Regions from separate parts of the Mus musculus genome. Here region 1 is linked to region 2. The links are chromatin contacts, called in public HiChIP or PLAC-seq maps. All regions are on one chromosome and are shown on one strand. The core of a region is the stretch at or near the end of the contact, and the rest is flanking DNA. Distances in the headings are between cores, read along the strand shown.

Region 1 (3,137 bases), core at 450-2,949, 480 kb before region 2:
CAAGCACCTGCACTCACATGCACACAGTCCCACACGGCCACACATAGTTGAAAATCAAATAAAATCTGAAGAAAATGTTTTTGAAATGTTCATGTATAACAACATGTATTTGGGGCTGGGGCAATGTCTCAGTCTGTAAAATGAATGCTTACTGTGCTAGCATGAGAACCTGAGTTCATATCCCCAGGGCCCATTTAACTGCCAGGTGTGGTAGTATCTACCTGTAACCTCAGCATGGATGGAACAGAGCCAGGCAGATCCTGGAGCTGTTCGGCCACCTAGTCCAGCCAAATAGAAAGCTGGGTTCAGTAAGAAACTGTCTCAAAAAGTAAGATATCAAGAGAGGAAGACATCATCCTCTGCCTCCATGCATGTAAATCCATACTCATCCCTACATGCACACACACATGTACATGACCACACATAAACACAGACTAGTACATTTGAAACACCTCCTTATTGAGGATTTGGAAAATATAGAAAAGTATAAAGGAGAAAAGATAAGTTATCTGACAATCCCATTTGAAAACAATTGTGATGAATTATTAATAAGTTAACTTCCGTTTTTAACGTAAACTTATATTGGCTCGTTTCTTGCTATTTTCTCTCTATCTAGATGATTCTATAAGCTTGTGCTCTTTGACTCGAGTCGTTTTTACGGTAAAACCAGCCAGCCACTGCCCATAGATGGCTCCGTGAGGTAACTGCCTAGCTTCATAAAAAGTCTGTGTCTTTTCCAACAGGCGAAAGGAGGCCTTCCCTGGGTGCAGAGTTATGTAATTTGTCTAAATCACACAGCACTAAAGGAAGAGCAAACCCACAAATTTGGGTGTGTCTGTGGAGCACATTCACTTCAGCAGATGTTCAGTTGCTCAGAGACACAGACAGCTCCCTCCTGCCGCCTGTGACCCCTGGGAACAGGAGTGTCCGATGGTGGCTGAGCCTGGCCACGGGCCCCAGCCAACCAGTACAGAGAAGGAAGGAGCTCACTATGCCCCGGCTCTTCTCTCCTTCCGCCCTTCTCCACATGCAAGAGGCCAAGAAACTAAACTGCCTAGACTGCAGGTTAGCTTGTAGATACCAGTGGGTTTTTTGAGTTGATGAAATAATTTAATCCAAACCTTCCTTTTCCATGGGGATCAAATTACGAGAAGGTCACAAAACCCGGTTCTGTTGTTCTCAGTCCCGACAGTGCCAGAGAGGGTGTCAAATTTTGTTGTTGTTGCTCATACTGTGGTTTATAGTTGGAACTGTGTGCAGTCACGGCTTTCTTCTCTCCTGGGCACTCTGATTCGTACTGAAACATCTCTCGTGTACAAGTCATGACTGGAGTATCCTGAGCAGCTCTCAGAAGAGCCACTTCCTTGGGCAGATCCAGGCCACAAAGTTGCTGGGGAACATTGGTTGCCACCCTCTAAACGGACAAGCCTTTTGTGAACAGTCCAAAACCAGCAAATGACCCAGGAGTTAGGGCCACCCTGGGATGAAAGTAGGAGGGTCTTTTTCCCCTGTCCTTTATTCCCTTGGGGGACCCTATGAGCTAAGCCGCAGGAGTCCAATAGTCTTAGTGCCACGGACTCTTGGTTGGCCCCGCAGAGATTGATCCAAGATGAAAGTTTGCCGAGCGAGCCAGGCACTCTGCCGCAGTTGGGGTAAGTCAAGCTGGTGTGCCAGTGGGTGAGTCAGCGACCGAAATGCCCTCTCTTCATTGCATAACTCTAAACACAGGCTTTGCCTTCCCGATAATCACTCTCCTGGCGGTGGCACAGCAGGGCTTATTTCCTGAAGACATGCGTGGGAAAAAAAAGTTTTCCAGGCAGACTTAGACACTCAGGCTTCCATGCTGTAAGGAACAGTACTTCCTTCCTCTCCAGCGCTGGTGATATGACTCACAGCAAAACGTGAAGATGACTTTCCTGATGCACCAAATGGCAGCTGGCTGTAGCGACTCAGGCTTGTGGTCCCCAGCACTCCGGAGGATGAGGCGGGAGACCCATGACATTGAGTCTAGGGCTACATATCTGGACCCTGTCTCAAAACAAACTGATAAACCAGCAGACAAATATCAAGAATGAAGAACTTGAGCAATAAGAGGAAACGCATCAAGTGCTAGACACGTGGTACATCCTTCTCTCTACCTAGCTATAATGACCCTCATATTCTGCCCGTTATACAGGTAAGAAAACTGAGGCCTGAGGTTAAATGATATTCTTTCTCTTTCAGTACTCAGAACTGAACCTTGGACCTCATGCTTGCTAGGCACTGAGCTATATCCCCAGTCCTAAATGATGTTCCCAATGTTACAGAGCTTGTAAGAGTCTGAGCCAAAGCTCCAGGAATTCTATTTTCTTTTCCTTTTTCTTTTATTTTATGTATATGAGTACCTTATTGTATATGTATATTTTATTTTATGTATATGAGTGTTTTGCCTGCATTTATGCATATGTACCACGTGCTGGCTGGTGCCCTTGGAGGTCAGAAGGTGGTGCTGGATCCCCTAGACCTGGAGTTATAGTTGTAATCCACCCTGTGGGTGCTGGGAATTGAACTGGAGTCCTCTGCAAGAGCAATAAAGTGTTCTCATCCACTGAGCCATCTCTCCAGCCCCACGTTCTAGTTTCTTAACAGCTTGAAAGTGACAGAAGTGATGGGATTGAGAGAAATCACAAATCCAAAGTATTTTCCATCAGATGGCTTGTCAGACCCAAGGAAGGCTCCTCTTAGAGACGAATGCCTGCCATGCCACACTTCAGCCTTGCTGACTCCGTAGAAACCATGGCTGGCTTCCAGGAAGGGGAGAAATTTGTCCCTGCTCCTGTGTCCAACACTGTTTGGTATTTGGATGAATATGAACAGCTAGTTATGATGCCATTGGGGGTGGGGATTACACTGCAGAGAGGCCTCAACATGCCGTCCAGACAGGGAACATGACTCACCAAGAAGAGACCCCAGGTGGGGAAGCTCTGGGTGGCTGGATTGCTCATAATCTGGTGAGACTAGGCAAAAAAAAAAAAAAAAAAAAAAAAAAAAAAAAAAAAAAAAAGGCCACAAGGACCTCCAGGAAAACACTGTGGTAATTATCATGGCTGCAAGTCCCCAAGTCAGGGGACCTGCCAGAGGCTGTCCCAGGGCCCTAG
Region 2 (3,095 bases), core at 463-2,962:
GGACAAGGTAAATAGAATCAGTGTAAAGAAGGGCGTGGCGTTTAGACTCTGCTGGTGACACCAGGCAGAGCAGGTGGAGAGGGGAACAGTTAACTCTGGGAAGATCACGGAGCCTCCAGTGGCAGCTCTGAAATGCCTTGAGGTAGTCAAGCAAAATTATTTATTTACTTAAAATGTTCAGGCCTGTTCAAAATTAGAATTGAATGCTCTGTTCTAACTGTACTCAATTAAATATTTTCAAGCTATATGCAAATCATAATTGCACTTTTAAATTTTACTCTTGTGGGGTAAAAACAACTCTTAACACTTATCTCTAACAGCAGTGAAGCCTCGGGGCTCTAGAGCTGTTCCCAGTGAACTCAGGGCTTTCCTTGCAAAACCTCCGCACTTCGCAGTTTCATGTTTATATCATAACCAGGGAGTAAAGTACACTGCCCCCTCTGCACCCCACCCTGAACACACACCCTGCTAGCAAGATAAATCGGCCAGCTTTCGGCATATGGAAGCATTTTTATATTGTCAGCTCTGGTGGGGTAGGGAGGAAAACAATTTGCAAATGCCACTCAGTGAAATACACACTTTCAAGTAAGCCTGATTAGAGAAAGGTTCGTGTGGCAAGCATCGCATTCAGTAAATCCTTCCCCTTTCGTGGAGAACGGAATGTTAACTTTGTATAAAATACAGCAGAGTGATCAAGAAAGATGGAAATCAAGTAAAAACTGTAAGATTCTTCAGGACATGGGAGATTATTAAAGAACTGGTCTGAAATATGTAAGCAAATGAGCTAATTTTTATTTTAAATTCCTTATCCAAATAGTGAAGTGTCGGGAAAAGGAATGGGGCTGGGGAGGGGGGCAGCTAGAGAAGGCTAAGCAGACTCTTCAAAGAGCCGCACCAGGCTCCTCCTGACACCCCCCAAGCCTGCTGCTCCCCCTCATTTCTTTACCTCCTTTCTATAGAGCAGGAGTGGTGCCTGTGCAGAGCACACAGGACTCACGAGAAGACAACCCAGAGCCATCATAGGGTGGCTATCACCAGGATGCTCTATGGAAGGCTGGGCTGCAGACAGGAGGTACTGGGGTGATCTAGACAGTAAATGTGTATTTACATATCCTGTATGTCTTGCTTTCCCAAGGGCATGATCCCTCACCCCACTCCCCCAAAATCACTAGCAAAGGACCAAAGGCAATAGTCAAAAGGTGGAATCTTTTCTAGCCCTTGAATTTCTCTAATTCAAGTATTTCTGCAATAGAGTAAGGATTTTTTTTTTCCTTAAACACACATATGCACAAATAACAGGGAGAGACTGGTTTTTGTTTTGTTTTGTTGGGTTTTAGTTTTGTATAAACATCAGTAATTTAGCCACAAGGAAACCAAAAATGTTCAAATAATAACCTGAATCACAGACTCAAATTATAAGTAATCCTAAAACCAAGCCTAAACAGACTATGCGATGGCTCTAATGGAAAAAGACAAATGTTGAATCAGTGTCTCAGGCATCAGCAGAGAAGCTCCCTCTTGTAACAGATGGGAATGAAGCAGAGAGACCTACCTACAACCTGACAAGAATTGGCAGAGGGAGAGACTTTGGAGTACTGGGTCCTAAAAAGATGTCTTCATGGAAGCCGTCCTCTCAAGGCTCAGAGAACTGTGCAGAAGGGGAGGCAGAGAGACTGAAAGAGCCAGAGGGGTGGGGCATGACTGACATCAAGAAAACACTTCCAGATACCAGGGGACTGACTCACGAGTGAGCTCCCAGAGACTGTGGCAGCATGCACAGGGCTTGCATGGGTTCTAGTCAGATGGGTCCTGGCCCTGAGAAAGAGAATATTTTTCAAAAATCGGTTTTCTCCAGTGGAGCCTCACTATGTATATAAACCACACTTCAGGGTAGGCTTCATGCTCAGCAGTAGGTCAACTCAAACCATACTTAGCTGAATATTTGTACACTTTTGTGTCTCATATTGCTTTGTTTGGGCAACTGTTTATCATCTGGTCTTTTGTTGGTATATTATGGTTTCTGATTGTGTTTTTATGGTGTGTGTGTGTGTGTGTGTGTGGAAGAGAGAGAGAGTTTTTCTTGAGCTTCTTCTTCTTCTTTTTTCTTTAATTCTAGGGGTTTTGAGAGAGTCTTTATTATTGGAGCCATGGAGACAGGGATAAGATGGAGAAAAAGAAACCATGATCAGAACATACTGATGAAAAAAATACCTTATTTTCCATTTTAGAACAAGAAGATGAATGTGCCTCTGTCCTCTGACTTTAAGCAAATATTCTCCCTGAGTCTTTAGGGTACAAAGGAGACAATGAGGAGGAGGAGGAAAACTGAGAGAAGGTTAAAACTAACAATGCAAACAGAGCTGTGTCTTAGCTAAGCACAGAACTTAACGTCACTAAAAGAGCCCAGCTGTCTTTCCCACTGGCATGCTCTCTGGACTCATTCTTCCAGAATGTACTAAAAGTACTAAGAATGCTATGGAACACAATTAGCCACATTATTTACAGGCTATTTCAGGTTGTAAACTTATATTATTATTATTTTAACTTTTCTCAGTGAATGAGAAGATGATGAAACTAAATTTCAGTTATTTGTCTTCTCTCTCTCTCTCTCTCACCCTCTCTCTCTCTCTCTCTCTCTCGTGTGTGTGTGTGTGTGTGTGTGTGTGTGTGTGTGTGTTTGTGTATGTGTATCAAATTCATGGAAACTTTAAAAAATAGAAGTAAATTTCTTGTTTATCTAATAAATTCTGCTTATCTCAGTAAAAGAACCTGGCCAGCCCATAATGAAGTAGGATAGGGGTCAGTGTTCCTATCTGTCCTGCTCCAGGCAACCTGTACACTTTTGCTTTGACATCTCAAGGCTAACTGCCAATTCTGATGGTTAGCCAAAGGGGAAGGGTTTTCTTTAATTAATCTCTTCATGCAGCAATTCATCAGGAAACTGATGAAATGTAGCCGCATACCATACTAAAGTCAGCTAATCCCCATGCATGGCTCTGGGAGTTATCCTTCGTTCAGCAGCATCCTGGGGAGAAGGTTTTACAGTCAAGTCAAGGTTCCTAGCTGCTCAATCAGAGCATTCAGCAAAAGGCACA

What was found. HiChIP or PLAC-seq counts read pairs in DNA pulled down with a chosen protein or histone mark.
Region 1: a contact with region 2 is called in a FOXA1 HiChIP or PLAC-seq map of pancreatic cancer cells. The contact joins two enhancer-like sites. A contact is called at or near these places in 4 of 115 datasets of contacts at active chromatin or transcription factors (embryonic stem cells, pancreatic cancer cells and vascular smooth muscle cells) and 1 of 9 other capture datasets (embryonic stem cells).

What each region holds. Positions count from the first base shown.
Region 1 is chr12:79,863,118-79,866,254 of GRCm38.p6, reverse strand. It overlaps Gm36132 (a long non-coding RNA gene), which reads left to right. Exons shown (of 4, transcript XR_381728.4): 3 at 617-700. Among named protein-coding and RNA genes, the nearest start is that of Gm36132, 2.9 kb to the left of the region's middle. Within about 2 kb of position 1,699, at least 94 of the 459 cell types and tissues checked have an H3K27ac peak or open chromatin away from gene starts, as enhancers often do. A contact at or near this core is called in pancreatic cancer cells, where this site is marked.
Region 2 is chr12:79,382,373-79,385,467 of GRCm38.p6, reverse strand. The region is part of intron 7 of Rad51b (RAD51 paralog B); the gene reads right to left. Among named protein-coding and RNA genes, the nearest start is that of Rad51b, 87 kb to the right of the region's middle. Within about 2 kb of position 1,712, at least 74 of the 459 cell types and tissues checked have an H3K27ac peak or open chromatin away from gene starts, as enhancers often do. A contact at or near this core is called in pancreatic cancer cells, where this site is marked.